Regions from separate parts of the Mus musculus genome. Here all the other regions are linked to region 1. A link is a contact called in public Hi-C and promoter capture Hi-C data. All regions are on one chromosome and are shown on one strand. Each heading gives the region's core, a stretch centred on a gene start, on an enhancer-like site or on the middle of the called end of the contact. The rest is flanking DNA. Distances are from core to core; before and after follow the strand shown. Region 1 holds the start of Apaf1 (apoptotic peptidase activating factor 1). Region 2 holds the start of Cfap54 (cilia and flagella associated protein 54). Region 3 holds the start of Nedd1 (neural precursor cell expressed, developmentally down-regulated gene 1). Region 4 holds the start of Actr6 (ARP6 actin-related protein 6).

The links. Promoter capture Hi-C pulls out the DNA fragments that hold promoters and counts their contacts. A called contact is a pair of places that touch in the nucleus more often than the background predicts. Capture Hi-C pulls out chosen DNA fragments and counts their contacts.
Region 2: a Hi-C map of B cells shows a contact between it and region 1, with 6 read pairs. The contact joins the promoter of Cfap54 here to the promoter of Apaf1 in region 1. A contact is called at or near these places in 2 of 39 promoter capture datasets (hippocampal neurons and pre-B cells), 1 of 484 Hi-C or Micro-C datasets (B cells), 2 of 115 datasets of contacts at active chromatin or transcription factors (astrocytes and large pre-B cells) and 1 of 9 other capture datasets (liver).
Region 3: a contact with region 1 is called in a promoter capture Hi-C map of adipose tissue, with 4 times the contacts expected there. The contact joins the promoter of Nedd1 here to the promoter of Apaf1 in region 1. A contact is called at or near these places in 2 of 39 promoter capture datasets (both in liver), 2 of 484 Hi-C or Micro-C datasets (CD4 T cells and uterus) and 1 of 9 other capture datasets (adipose tissue).
Region 4: a promoter capture Hi-C map of liver shows a contact between it and region 1, with 5 times the contacts expected there. The contact joins the promoter of Actr6 here to the promoter of Apaf1 in region 1. A contact is called at or near these places in 7 of 39 promoter capture datasets (cranial neural crest, embryonic stem cells, hippocampal neurons and 4 more), 2 of 484 Hi-C or Micro-C datasets (B cells and muscle stem cells), 8 of 115 datasets of contacts at active chromatin or transcription factors (astrocytes, bone marrow-derived dendritic cells, embryonic stem cells and 3 more) and 2 of 9 other capture datasets (liver and macrophages).

What each region holds. Positions count from the first base shown.
Region 1 is chr10:91,080,935-91,084,277 of GRCm38.p6, reverse strand. It overlaps Apaf1 (apoptotic peptidase activating factor 1), which reads left to right and starts at 1,535. Exons shown (of 27, transcript NM_009684.2): 1 at 1,535-2,095. Ikbip (IKBKB interacting protein) reads right to left here and starts at 1,239. Exons shown (of 3, transcript NM_026166.2): 1 at 982-1,239. The coding sequence starts at 1,151.
Region 2 is chr10:93,080,017-93,083,359 of GRCm38.p6, reverse strand. Cfap54 (cilia and flagella associated protein 54) reads left to right here and starts at 1,738. Exons shown (of 68, transcript NM_001347060.2): 1 at 1,738-2,095. The coding sequence starts at 1,764.
Region 3 is chr10:92,720,782-92,724,124 of GRCm38.p6, reverse strand. Nedd1 (neural precursor cell expressed, developmentally down-regulated gene 1) reads left to right here and starts at 1,707. Exons shown (of 15, transcript NM_008682.2): 1 at 1,707-1,802.
Region 4 is chr10:89,730,460-89,733,802 of GRCm38.p6, reverse strand. Actr6 (ARP6 actin-related protein 6) reads left to right here and starts at 1,508. Exons shown (of 11, transcript NM_025914.3): 1 at 1,508-1,629. The coding sequence starts at 1,562.

The sequences.
Region 1 (3,343 bases), core at 286-2,785:
ATATCCAGAGTCTTTTCTGAATTCTATTAGCTCTCTTATTCCACATTTACACTAATATATCACTAATATATGCTTGGTTTCAAAGCTACAAATGTTGAGCGGGATGGCGGTGCCCCCACTACTGCAAATAAAGTGTAAAAATACATGTATATAGCTGGGTTGTATGTGTCATACAGCCAGGTTGTGGTAGTACATGCCTTTAACACCAGTACTAGGGAGGTGGAGGCAGGCAGATCTCTGAGTTCCAGGCCAGCCTGGCCTACAAAGTGAGTTCAAGGACAGCCAGGGCTACACAGAGAAACCCTGTATCAAAAAACTAAAACAACAACAATAAGAAAACACGAATGTTTAGTCTTAAGGGAAAACATATTCTTTACAATGTTACATACAGTTCAACTTGTAATTTAGGAGTAAGACTATATAGTCTTTTATAGCTGTTAAGAACATGCATGTCTGGTGTCTTACAACCATTGGTAACTCCAGCTTCTTGGATTTGACACTCTCTTGCGGGATCCTCGCGCACCTGCACACACGTGCACAAATACACTGACACTCATACACATAAACAAGAATAAATCTTTAAAAAAGGACTATAGTTTTAATGTAGGCACACAGCTCTAAATAGGAGAAAGTCTCATTAGCATTTATCGCTCAGCAACAACGAACTTTTTTTTATTAGGCTGCAGACATTTTAAGAGTGCGATTTTTGGTGGAGGGTGGAGCAAACTCATCCGCAAAGCTACAGAGTGGACGGGAAGTAGTGGTTTTTAGGTATGTGCAAACTTGTGACGTGCAGTAGTAGATGCTTAATAAAGTGTGGGCCGAGTCCTGGGTGACATGTTCCCAGACTTTAGAGGGCAGCGACAGGAGCATGCTACCAGAACATTGTTAAAAGAGCGTATTCAAGCGAGAGTGGGTTGGCTCGAGGTGCTAGGCGCCCACGCGAGGCCCGACCCACGGCCTGCAGCATCGCACACTTACCAGGCCAGGCCCAGGGTCATCGCCAGAGACAGCAGGCTGAGCCCAGTGCGGGGGTCCGCCCAGCCCGCGTCCCCCCGCGCCTCGGGGTTTTTCCTGCCATCACTCCGCTTCTCGGGCTCAGGAGCAGCCACTTTGGGCCCCGGCTTCTTTCGGCTCTTCACTTCGGACATGTCTGGATCCCTGAAGATCTTGAAGCCAGGATGGCTTTGGAGGGGGGCCGTGGGACGTGGCTGCAGAGCAGCTTCGGAAGGCCACGCCCACCAAGGCTGTGCCCCGCCCTCAAGCGGCTGGCCCCGCCTCTGGATTCCGCTACCCGACTGAGTCTGCGGGAGACCCAAGCTCGCGGGTGCGCGCAGGTTGCGGAGAGGCGCGTAGAGGGGGCGGGGCCGAGAGTGCCACGTCTAGCTGGGCGCGAGCCCGCGGCTTAGCCCCACCCCACCGCGCATGCGAGAACGCTCAACCAGGGCTTGCGGTCACGCGCCGGGCGGGGCGCGCGCGCGCGGCCGCGGCGGCGGGCCCTGGGCGAGTGAATTTGCGTGCCCGGGCGCGCGCTGTGTGGACTGGGCGGGCCCAGCGGTGTTTGAGTGCTCCGCGGTCCTGAGGCAGAGACCAGGAGGCAGCTAGAGGAGCAGACGTCTCACTCCGCTCGCGGAAGGGTGTGAGAGGGGTGTGTGGGGGTCGGCAGCGAGGGGTGTGTGCCATCAGCCACCGGCGACGATCTGAGACAGTCGCAGCGGCTTTCCGAGCGGCGTCCGCTTCCCGCCCGGGCAGCTCCCGCCAGAGGGGTGAAGCGGCGACTGGAGTGGCCGTGCTTTTGTGCCCTGGGTCCCGGTACCCTCCCCTGGTGCGGCCCGAGGCAAGCCCACCGAGGTGACCACCCCTCGACGCCGCTTGGAGATCCCGGGCATCCACCCTGCGCCCCGAGCAGCTGATACCCAGGGAGGTGTCAGGACCTGCCCGGGGCGCGGGGTCGCCGGAAGCCAGGCGGGAGCCCCGGCTGCTTTCTGGCAATCTAGTCTCATAAGTGACCCTCCCTGGGCTGCTTTCTTTCGATTATCATCAGTGACCCTCCCCCGGCTGCTCTTCCCAGCACAACTCCGGTGCAAAGGCTTGGGTAAGTTTACTGCCTCGGTCTCACCTCCCCAAGCTCCTCTGGGCAGGCTCTTTGCAAGTTCTGTTGTAGCTCCCAGGGACTGAAAGATCAGGGGACGCGGGATGTTTGGTAATCATCCTCCTGCTCTTGTACCAGGAAGAGAAATTATCTAAGGAGGAAGTAGACCACTATTACTGTTTTCCTGGATAGACTTAGCCTTTATATTGTGGTCTGTATCTCGGACCAGTTTTGGCTTTCTGTTTTGTTGTGGCCACAAAGAGGTTGTGGCCCTGGGAATTTGCCCATAGTATTCCAGTTTGTGTAAAGTTTGAAAAAAGTTGTTTAAAATTTATATAATTTATGGCTGGGCATGGTGGTGCACGCCTTTAATCCTAGCACTCGGGAGGCAGAGGCAGGTGGATTTCTGAGTTCGAGGCCAGTCTGGTCTACAAAGTGAGTTCCAGGACAGCCAGGGCTATACAGAGAAACCCTGTCTCGAAAAACCAAAAAAAAAAAAAAAAAAAAAAAAAAAAAAAAACCAAAACAAAAAAAATATTATATATATATATATAATTTATGTATATGAGTTCAGTAAGGCTAGAGAAAATTGGAACTTAGTTGTCAAAGTGTTTTTTGTTTTTGTTTTTTTTTTTTTTTTTGGAGACAGGGTTTCTCTGTGTAGCCCTGGCTGTTCTGGAACTCACTCTGTAGACCAGGCTGGCCTTGAACTCAGAAATCCACCTGCCTCTGACTCCCAAGTGCTGGGATTAAAGGTGTGCTCCACCACTGCCCGGTAGAGTATTTGGTTTTTGCTTAATTATTGGACATAACCAAAAATCTTTTCATAACGGGGTTTCTCTGCATAGCCCTGGCTGTCCTGGAACTCACTTTGTAGACCAGGCTGGCCTCGAACTCAGAGATCCACCTGTCTCTGCCTCCGGAGTGCTGGGATTAAAGGCGTGGGCCACGATGCCCGGCTGAGAAACTTTTAGGAAACTAAAAATGTTAGTCTTGTTTCTGGTCATTTCTTTTTCTTTGATTTTCCTTTTTTCTTCAGTTAGTTTCATTCCAGTTGTGGGCGCACAAACGAATGACTTCTTTATTTTTGCAAGTGCAACATTTGATGTCTTAAAAAAATTTTTTTTTGAAGTTGAATGATTCTTGCCCTTCTTCGGCGCTCTGTATATTACTCTGTGCCTATTTCAGTTTTTGCACGTAGGACAGTCATCTTCTGATTATCTCTTTTTGTTGTGTATACACACACACACA
Region 2 (3,343 bases), core at 489-2,988, 2.0 Mb before region 1:
GAAGCTGGGAAGGAGCGAGCCCACTTTGTTCTCTGCTCTCTCCTCTCCTCTGACCACTTTAATTTAATTGGATCCTGCCTCCTGCCGATTCTATTCGTTGCTACAACAGATCATTCTCAGTGGCAATTTGCACTGGCTTTTGATCTGAAGTGGACAGAGCTGCTATCTGCAAACAAGGGAAAATGGGATCTGGGAGAATTTACCAAGCCTATTACTAAAAGGTGTCTATTATTTTTTTTTCTTTTTTTTTTGGCAAAAGCTCAATGGACGCCTCCCCCTCCCAACCTGCATTCTTTAAATATGTTAAAGTTTGTTGCTCATCTCCAATACAAAATATTGTGCATCAAGAATAGGTGCTGCCTCTTGGATGGAGAACTGGGCCCTGACAGAGAGGTCCCTGCTCTTGTGTGTCACTGGAAGATTCTTTAGCCATAATTACCTGCTCCAATAAGTGATTTCCCCTGTGATCTTCCTTCCAAGAATATTAAGGTACAGTGCATAGGACAGAGAAGACCAACCTTACAAATTAGTACAGATGCTTGAAAGAAATGGGCTTGGAGCTGGAAGAGATAAGGCTGTGGCCCAGTGAGCTTCTTTACTATTCAGTGGATACCAAGGTCACCGTCTATATTTTGCATGTGAAAGAATTGGTAGTCGTTTTCAGTGTTTAAAGACCTTGTTTTTGAAGCCAACCTCTCTATCTCTGGTTCTTCAATATTTCTTTGGGCTTGCATAATTTGTAAGGAAAAGTATGTCCGCTAGCTGAAATTCAAATCCCAAATTAATAAATTTGACTCATTGTGGCCCATGAGATGCAAGAAAAGAACATTTTTTAGTGTTAAGCATTTCCTCTGAGACCTACAGTTTGTCCATCAGAGAGAAAAAAAAAATCTCCCATCTCCCCGTTTAAAAACAAAAAGTATTTGGAGAGTTAACACTTCAAACCATTTAGCATATATTAATGTCAAGGAGTTAAAGTTGAGCAAAAGGCATATTGATTTAGAACACCGTGACATTTAGGATAAGGCTGAAGTGGCAGTAACTCATGATCATTACTCACAAACTCAAACTGCAGCGGGAAGAGAACATAGCCACACAAGGTGCTTGTCTTAACCAGATTGTCAGGGAGTTCCCTAATTTCGGTTTGGGAATTCAGCTTCAGTGCTTTCTCTTGGGGGCATCACCAGGACGGCAGATTTCTTATGATCACTGGCTTTGCAGCACATAATTAGGACTTGTCCCCTGATTCTCAGTTATCCTCTGAGTTTGGTCAAAGTCAAGCTATGTTCCCCTAAGCTGTGAAACCGAGGAGATAGGATAGAAGCTGAGGTATGAAGTCATGACGATTAATGAGACAGGTAATGTCTCAAAATGCTTGGAATAATGCCCAATACATCTTAATGATTGTAACCATGGATATTAGTAGGTGGTCCAAATAGGGAAAACATTGTATGAATTTTTGATGGTAATTTTCTTTATTGGTTCTTTGCTTTAAAGCCCTCTCTCAAGCGGCGTTGGATGTGAATGTCCGTAATCCCAGCACTCAAGACACTGAGGCTGGAGGATAGTGAGTTTGAGGCCAGAGTGGGTTACACACATAGCCAGCCATTCAGAGCATCCTGCCTTTCCAGGCTGTTTGTACTTTCCTCACCCTCTAGGGGCCGCTGTGCTTCCGGAGAGCGTGCAGGTGGCTTGGTTGCCGGGAGATCGTTGCTTGGCAACCGCTTGTCCACCAGCCTCTAGCCTGCTGAACTCTGATAGACATGGCGTCCTCCAGAAGCTCCTCCAGTTCTTCTGAGGAGTCCCCAGACTCTGAGACATCGGTGTCGCCGGTGCATCTGCCCCCAACGCCGCCGCCGACCTCTACCGCGGTTCTCAAGTCGCCCAGCGAGTCCAAGTCGAGTTCGACCGACCCGCCGCAATGTACCCACTCCGAGGACTCGCTGCCCTCTGCCGCCTTCTACGGGCCCCTGGACAGTAAAAACCCACTCCTGGCCTCTTGCGAGAAGGAGATCCGGGAGCTGTTGGGCTTTATGAAGAAGAAGAAGGCTCTAGCCACCTCAATGGAACAGAAGTACGAATTCCATCGGAGGTGGTAAGCTGAGGCAGGGTGCTGGGGAGGGCGCCTGGAGATGCCATTGGAGGACCACGACAGGGGTGGGGCCCTGGAGACAAGCTGAGCTGTAGCCACTCCCAGCTCTTACAGCCCTTAGCTCCCCCTACACGTTTCATGTCTTCCTTCTCAGGTCAAAATAAAAATCTGCACAGAAGTATTTCCTAACACTGGGTTTGGTCTCAGCGTTCTCATGGCCTCTCTTGGCTCACTCATGGGTCGCAAAACAGGACAAAAGTAGACTTAAGACCAACTCTGAGGCAGTTGCTCAGGTCCTTGAATTTAGGTCTCAACCAAGTCTGTCATATTGTGAACATGTACATTTTATTCTCTTTATATTCCGTTGGGATTACAGAAACTTCTTTTCCCCTTGACTTGGTGGCTCTTTGTGAGCGTCTGATTGGGTTTTTTGTTTGTTTTTCCAACTTATTTCTGTGAACTGAAAACTACCAGTTTCTAAGATTTGGTTTTGTTCATGTTGCCATCTTTTTTCTGGTCTAATGCTTTCCAAAATGAGTAGTTTCAAGACATAGGGAAGCAGCGAAGAATACCAGACAGGCAAATAACTTTTTTTTTTCTGGTGAGTATTTTAAACTTACATGTTTTGGTCATGCATTTAATCTGATTACACATTTTTAACTTACATTTATAATTCAACCAAACATCTTAATGATTTGTTGAGTAGACATATTTTTGACAGGTACTTTTCTCAAAACTAGGAAGGCATCAAGTTAACAATAAACCCCTCTCCCCCAAATCATATATTTCTGTGAGTATAGTCTTGTACTAAACAAACATGGGGCACAGCATTCCCACCATCCCTTTATCTACTCCCCCCACCCCAAGTTTCACTTACCTGTGGTCAAAGGCTATGCAAATCTTAAATGGAAAATTCCAGAAACAAACAATTGGCGTTGTTTATAGTCCCTTCTGAGCAGTCTGACAAAATCTTGCTCTGCACTGTTCTGACCCACCCAGGGTTTGAATTCACCCCTTTGTCCAGCACACTGACACTGTAGGCTTCGTCGGTCCATTTGTTAGTTAGCCATCTTGATTATCAGATCGACTGTCATAGAAACTCAGGATTTGTGCTAACATGACCCGTATTTTGCTTAATAATAATTATGAAGCACAAGAATAATGATGCTAGGGATGCAGATGGACCAAGGAGAAAGTGTAAATTCCTTCTATACATGGGAAAAATGTTTCAATAAGGAAGGAGAAAAATAC
Region 3 (3,343 bases), core at 458-2,957, 1.6 Mb before region 1:
AACTTTTGTTTTCAGTTAATGTCTTGCATTAAACTCATACCAATACTTCTGCCCCAGTTTCCTGGGTGTTGGGATTACTAGAGTGAGCTATTGTGCCCAGTTTATTTACTTTTATTGTTATGAAACATCTCACTTTTAATGCAGGAATAGTCTTAGTGTCTACCTTTTCCCCCCACCACATAATCCAGTCTTAAGCTTTCTTGCTGGTTTCAGTGTTAGAGAGTTGTGTTTTCTGCTTCAAGCATTCTTTTCTTCATGTGTTCCAGTTCTCCCTACTTAGATCTCAGCATTTTAGGCCAAATTCCAGGAAAAAAAATCAGCTAATAACACCAAAAGCAGCTGCAGATTACACAAGGCATATACTGCTTGCTCCCCGTCTTCATTTTATGGTTGTTCCTCACCAGCTTCCAGAAGCTGGAGAGACTTCTTTTTCTCCTAGGGGAGGTGGGGATTGGCACTTCTTAGGTTTCCAGTTGTTTTTGATATGGGTTCAGATAACTGGGACATTATGTATCCAGTTGAGAAACACATCCGGTGTGCACCTGGGACAAAGGAGCAACACTTTCCATAGGAACATGCTATCAGTGATGGAAGTAAGAACTCTCAACAGAGCAATCTTTTAGCAGGAATGTTGGGAAAACTCAGTTCATTGGCCCCTTTCTACCATGAAATACATTTCCTTCAAAAACAAAAAAACCAAAAAACCACTGAGTTGGTGTTCATGTACCTGAACAGCAGCATGTGAAGCTGCGGATGTGAAGATGGCTAGCTCAGAGGCTGAAGTCACTACTGGGTTTGTTCTCAGGGTTAGGGTTCGTTTTGGGTTAGATGTTCCTCTCCTCTGCTTTCCTCCTTTTCCCTCCCACCCCTTCCTTTCTCTTCCCCTCCTTTCCTTCTCCCACTCCTGCCACAATTTCCTCTCCATTCCCTCCCCTCTTTGAAACTGAGTTTCTTTGTATAACCGTCCTGGAACTCGTTCAGTAGACCAGGATGGATTTGAACTCACAGAGATCCCATTGCCTTTGCCTCCTGAGTGCTAGGATTAAAGGCTTGTACCACCACACCCCTTTGAAGTTAGATGTTTAACCTGCAGCTTTTCTTGGCTTCCTCTCAAGTAATCCTCTCCTAAACCAACCATGTTAATTGCCTTTATTATGAGCGTTCTTCTTTGTGATAACTGTGACACCTTTTTTTGTGGGAACTGAGAGTTGCCCGTGAATTCCCCATCTTTTATTCTTCTGTTTTGTTTTGTTCAAGACAGAGGTTCTCTGTGTAGTCCCTGGCTGTCCCGGAACTCACTCTGTAGACCAGGCTGGCTTAGAACTCAGCAGTCTGCCTGCTTCTGCCTCCCTAGTGCTGGGATTAAAGGTGTGCACCGCCACTGCCTGGCATTTTATTCTTGCCTTCCCTTTCCCTACAGAAGTGTTAATATTAACTTCCTAACTAGACTGTAATCTCCAGCAGGCTAGGGAACCTGCGTGTTGACTGACCTCTTGTCCCTTCAAGCTAAACACAGTAAGTGCACACCCACAGCCTAACTCAGCGCCTGGCACACAGTAGCCAGCAAACAAATGAGTGATAAAGGAGCAGTAGCTACAGGCTAGGATATCTTCCTCTGCACCGCCCCAGGGTGGGAGGCCACCCAGCACCCCCGCGGGCTGAGCGCTCGGGGCACCGCCTTTCCCGTGACGTCATGCGAGGCGGGACTTCCGGCCGCCCAAGTTTAACAGTCCAGGCGGGAGCCGGAAGCGCAGCGAGGAACGGGTGGAGCTGGGCCTCCCCTGTGGCCCCACGCTTGAGAGGTGAGGTTCCGCCTGACAGGGAGGCTCTGTGAGCGCGGTGGCCTTGGGCCGGGGACCCCCGAGGTCAGCCTCTTCGGTCCTGCGTTGGGCGGCAGCGGGCGCGCGCGCGCGCTGGAAAGTGGCCGGGGACCGGGCAGGACAGGACAGGACAGGACCGGGTCGCGGGCCCCGGATTTAAGGGCCAAGCTGCCCCGAGCGGCTCGTCCACCCCGACTCCCGGGTCTGGCTCGCCCGTAGCTGCTGAGCGCAGGCGCCCTGGGCTAGGGGTGCAACTCCCGAGAACTCTTCTTGAGCAGAGAGTGCAGTTGGTCGCTGTCGCTCTTCTTTCCCGGGATCCTCTCCCGGGGACTGATGTCAGAGCCCAGAAGCCAAGCGAAGGGACTGTGAGAGGTCTCCGTGAAGTCAGCCTCACTGAAGCTGTGTGGGTCGCTTAACTCTTCTGAAGAGCCTTGATCCACTCATTGCACCACACTGCACAGTAGGCTCCTTGTGTGGGGTTAGGGTAGCAGCAGCTTGCAGCTGTTTACTGTTCTTCAGAGTTCAACTTTTCTACCCTGTGTTTTTCCATGGGCCGGGGAACAAGGGGCATTGAGTAAGTGTTTTAGTCACCAAATAGAAACATTGTCTACAATTCAACAGGTGACTCTGCAAGTTTTTAGCCTCACCTACTAGGGGTCCCTTCTAACTCAGAACCACCCCACACACTACTGTATCCAAAAATATGCACAACAAATAACTGTTTTAATCCTTTCCATAAACTTTATTTATTTATTTATTTTTCCTCTTGAGACTCAATGATTTCTGCCTTATGCTTTTTAGTTTGTCCTCTGGAACCCAGATATGTATGATGCTTTTGTTGATGATGTGGGGGCGTGTCTTTGACCACTGTTGGCCTTTAACCTTGGTTAAATTCAGCCCCCTATGTCACCAGATGGAATCAATTCAGTGTGTTGTAGCTGCCGTAGCATCCCTTAAAAAAAAAAAAAAAAAAAAAAAGTAGGGCGTGGTGGCGCACACCTTTAATCCCAGCACTCGGGAGGCAGAGGCAGGCGGATTTCTGAGTTCAAGGCCAGCCTGGTCTACAGAGTGAGTTCCAGGACAGGCAGGACTATACAGAGAAATCCTGTCTCAAAAAACCAAAAAAAAAAAAAAAAAAGTAACCACTTTTTATTAGACTTCAAGTATCAATGAAACTGTGTTGACCTATAAAAAGAAACATATTTTGTGTGGCTACCATGGATTAAACACACACACACACACACACACACACACAGGAACACTATGGATTAAACACACACACACACACACACACACACACACACACACACACACACACAGGAATTAAAAACTAGCATCTGCTTGTGCCTTAGTTTTCTCCATTGATTTTATTTCTATCTAAACAAATATCGGTTGCAACCCACTTCATTCAAACTCATTGTTAATATATCTAATGTCTTCAGACAGGCAATAGGATAAATTGAATTACCAAGTTTGTTAATTGGATAGTAGTATAGTACTCTTTTTTGTTGCTGTTTTTGTTT
Region 4 (3,343 bases), core at 259-2,758, 1.4 Mb after region 1:
TGAGAGTCATATTAGTTTATTTTATAATTTAGATAACCCAAGGGTCATTAAGTTGCTTAAACATTTTTTTCTTTTTTCTTTTTTTTTCTTTTTTCTTTTTTTTTTTTTTTTTTTTTTTTTTGAGACAGGGTTTCTCTGTATAGCCCTGGCTGTCCTGGAACTCACTTGTAGACCAGGCTGGCCTTGAACTCAGAAATCTGCCTGCCTCTGCCTCCCAAGTGCTGGGATTAAAGATGTCCGCCACCACCGCCCGGCTTAGTTTAAACATTTTTTTTAAGATTTATTTATTATTATACATAAGTACACTGTAGCTGACTTCAGATGCACCAGAAGAGGGTATCAGATCTCATTACAGGTGATTGTGAGCCACTATGTGGTTGCTGGGATTTGAACTCAGGACCTTCGGACGAGCAGTCAGTGCTCTTATCCTCTGAGCCGTCTCTCCAGCCCGCTTATATGTTTTTAATGTCATAGTCACAGTTTAAAATTAGAAGGCCACACTCTCATCTCTTTATCTCCTGGAGTTTTAAACACTAGTTAATACGTGTAAAGAAAGTGAAACAGCTTACTCTCTCTTTTTTTTTTTTTTTTTTGTTTTGGTTTTGGTTTTTTTGAGACAGGGTTTCTCTGTGTAGCTAACTTACTCTTAAGCATGGCTGTGTATTCATTTATATCAGATTCATTACCCGAGATTATTTTGTAGCAGAGTCTACATTCCAATCAAAACATTTTGAGAGAGACTCTCTGTATCGTGTATGTCTGGCTGTCCTACGTAAACCAGGCTGGTTTTGAACACCCAGAGAGCCACCTCCCTCTGTCTCCCGAGTGCTGGGATTAAAGGCGTGTACCATTACGCTCAACTCCAAAACTTTTTCTTAACATTATGAAACACAAGCTCTCCGTTGTACAGAAACACCCAGGAACGATATCTAATTCCAGGAGTCAGAGCAGACAAGGAACATGTCAGATGTCAAGAAGTCCTTTGTAGATAGGATACATAAATAAGTAGCGGAGAACAAGCAGGGGGATTCGTTGGGGAATGTGCAAATAAGTTAAAGCACAACGCAGATAACAACACAGCCCATACATAATTTATTGTGACCAAATTCTATAACCTGATGACGAGTGCCAAGAAATGAAGGTGAGGCTGAAGAGACTTCGTATCCAGTTCCACGATGCGTATGGTTTCATACTCAATTCTTCAAGGCTCGGAGTGTCTTAACAACTCTAATCAGATACACGCACACGCAGCCCACCAAAGGGCTCACAAAAAGCTTCCACTCGCCAATGTGCGCAGTAAAGAAAATCAAAAGAAATAAAGTACTTAGCAGTTTCTACTACGGAATGTCGCTGCCACCGAAAATCGATGCATTTGAAAACTGGATACAAGCACAGGAAGGGCTGCTCCGCTGCTCGACTTCTGGCGTACTCCGTTGTCAGGGTAACCGGAAGTTTACGCCACGGCCACGCCCCCATCGACCATAGAGTACCGGAAGAAGCCTGAGCAGAGGAGATTCAAACAGTGGGAAAGCGACTCCGCTGCAGCGTGGTGCGTGCCGAAATGACGACCCTAGTTCTGGATAATGGAGCTTACAACGCCAAAATCGGTTACAGCCATGACAGTGTCTCGTAAGTGGTCGTCGTTCCCGAGGGACAGGACACGTACGCCTTTTAACTTGACAGACTATGCTTTCCGATTTGCGTGATCCACAGACGCCATCGCGCGCCTCCAGCCTCAGTCGGGGGATGCTCAGTTTCGAGCTGGGTTCGTTGGTTGGTTTGATGCTTTGAACTGAAATTGACTTTGATTTTTTGTTTGAGGCCGCGGGGCTGCGGAAGTGAATGTATGTTCCGTTTGGTAACGGGAAATAGGCTTCTCGAGATTGACTGAGGAGACTAAAGTTTATGAAATTTCAGAAATAGTGGGCAACGTTTCGCCTTTAGGGGAACACGATTATAGGTTTTCATCGGATCCTCAAAAGGTTCAATGCCCCCCAACCTCCCAAATAGTAAAACCCACTTCATTAGAGTCCAGGGAGTTTGAAGGCATTGGGGAACCAAGTTGAATAACCTGGTTGGTAAAGTCAGGAACGCTACGGTGGCATCTTAAGATGTGTTTTATAAAATGTATGTTTGAATAAATAGTAGACTTTCACAGTGCTAGAACTGAAATCTAGGACTTTGCGTAGGTAATTAGTACCTTCCCACAGAGCTACACCCCCTGCTGCCTTGCAGCACAGCGTGTAATCCAGGATGACCTTGAATTTAAGATCCTCCTGCCTCCACCTCCTGGTTGCTAGGATTACAGCTGAGGGCCACTACTTCAGAACTCAGTGGGCATTTGACTGAATTTTTTTTTTTTAATGCTATGTTGAACTCTTGCACGGTGGACAAGCACAACATTACTTCTTAGCCCAGCCCATATGACCAGATTCTCATATGACCAGATTCTCACAGCTTTAGTGGTGATGGAAGCCATTTATATATAAGGCTTCCACATAAGTTTTTTTTTTCCTCATTAAGAACTAGGTACATGGGGCTGGAGAAATGGCTAACCCGCTCATTCTGCTCTTCTAGAGGGCCTACGTTCAATTCCCAGCACCTACATGGCCGCTAACAACTGTCTGTAACTCCTCTCTTTCTCTCTCTCTCTCTCTCCCTCTCTCTCTCTCTCTCTCTCTCTCTCTCTCTCTCCCTCTCTCTCTCTCTCTCACATACACACACACACACACACACGGTGCACAGACATACACGCAGGAAAAATACCTGTGCACATAAATACATAAATAAACAGATGCATGTAAATACATATAGAACCAGATTTTCTGTTTTGTTTTTAATGTGCTGGAGAATGAATTATGGGCCTAGGACATGTTAGGAAAGTGCTGTGCTACTGAACTATATAGCCTCCAAGCCCCTGTGGTTCTTTATTGAGATAAGGTCTTACGCAGTGGCCCAGCTGGGCATTGTGTATCCTAAACTGGCCTCAAACTCATGAGAGTCCTCCTGTCTCAGCCTCCTGAGTGCTGGAATTGTAAGCATAACCCATCATTCCTGGCCCCCTGATCTCGTTAAAGACAAATCAAGGCCCACAGCCAGACTTTACACAGAGAGTGAGAGACCTCGGAACATTCAGCTCTAAATGGTTTGTCTCCAGCAAATCCGTCCCCTCAGAGCCAGAGGGGACGGAGGACAGCAAGATAACCAGGCCTTCTAAATCAACATGAGCAAAGGTCATGAGTCCTCAGAGACTGAAGCCCTGTGCACACGGCCTGCACAGCTCTGCATCAGGTCCTGTGTGCTTATACTCTAGCTTCCAGTTTAGTGTGTTTCTGGGACTCCT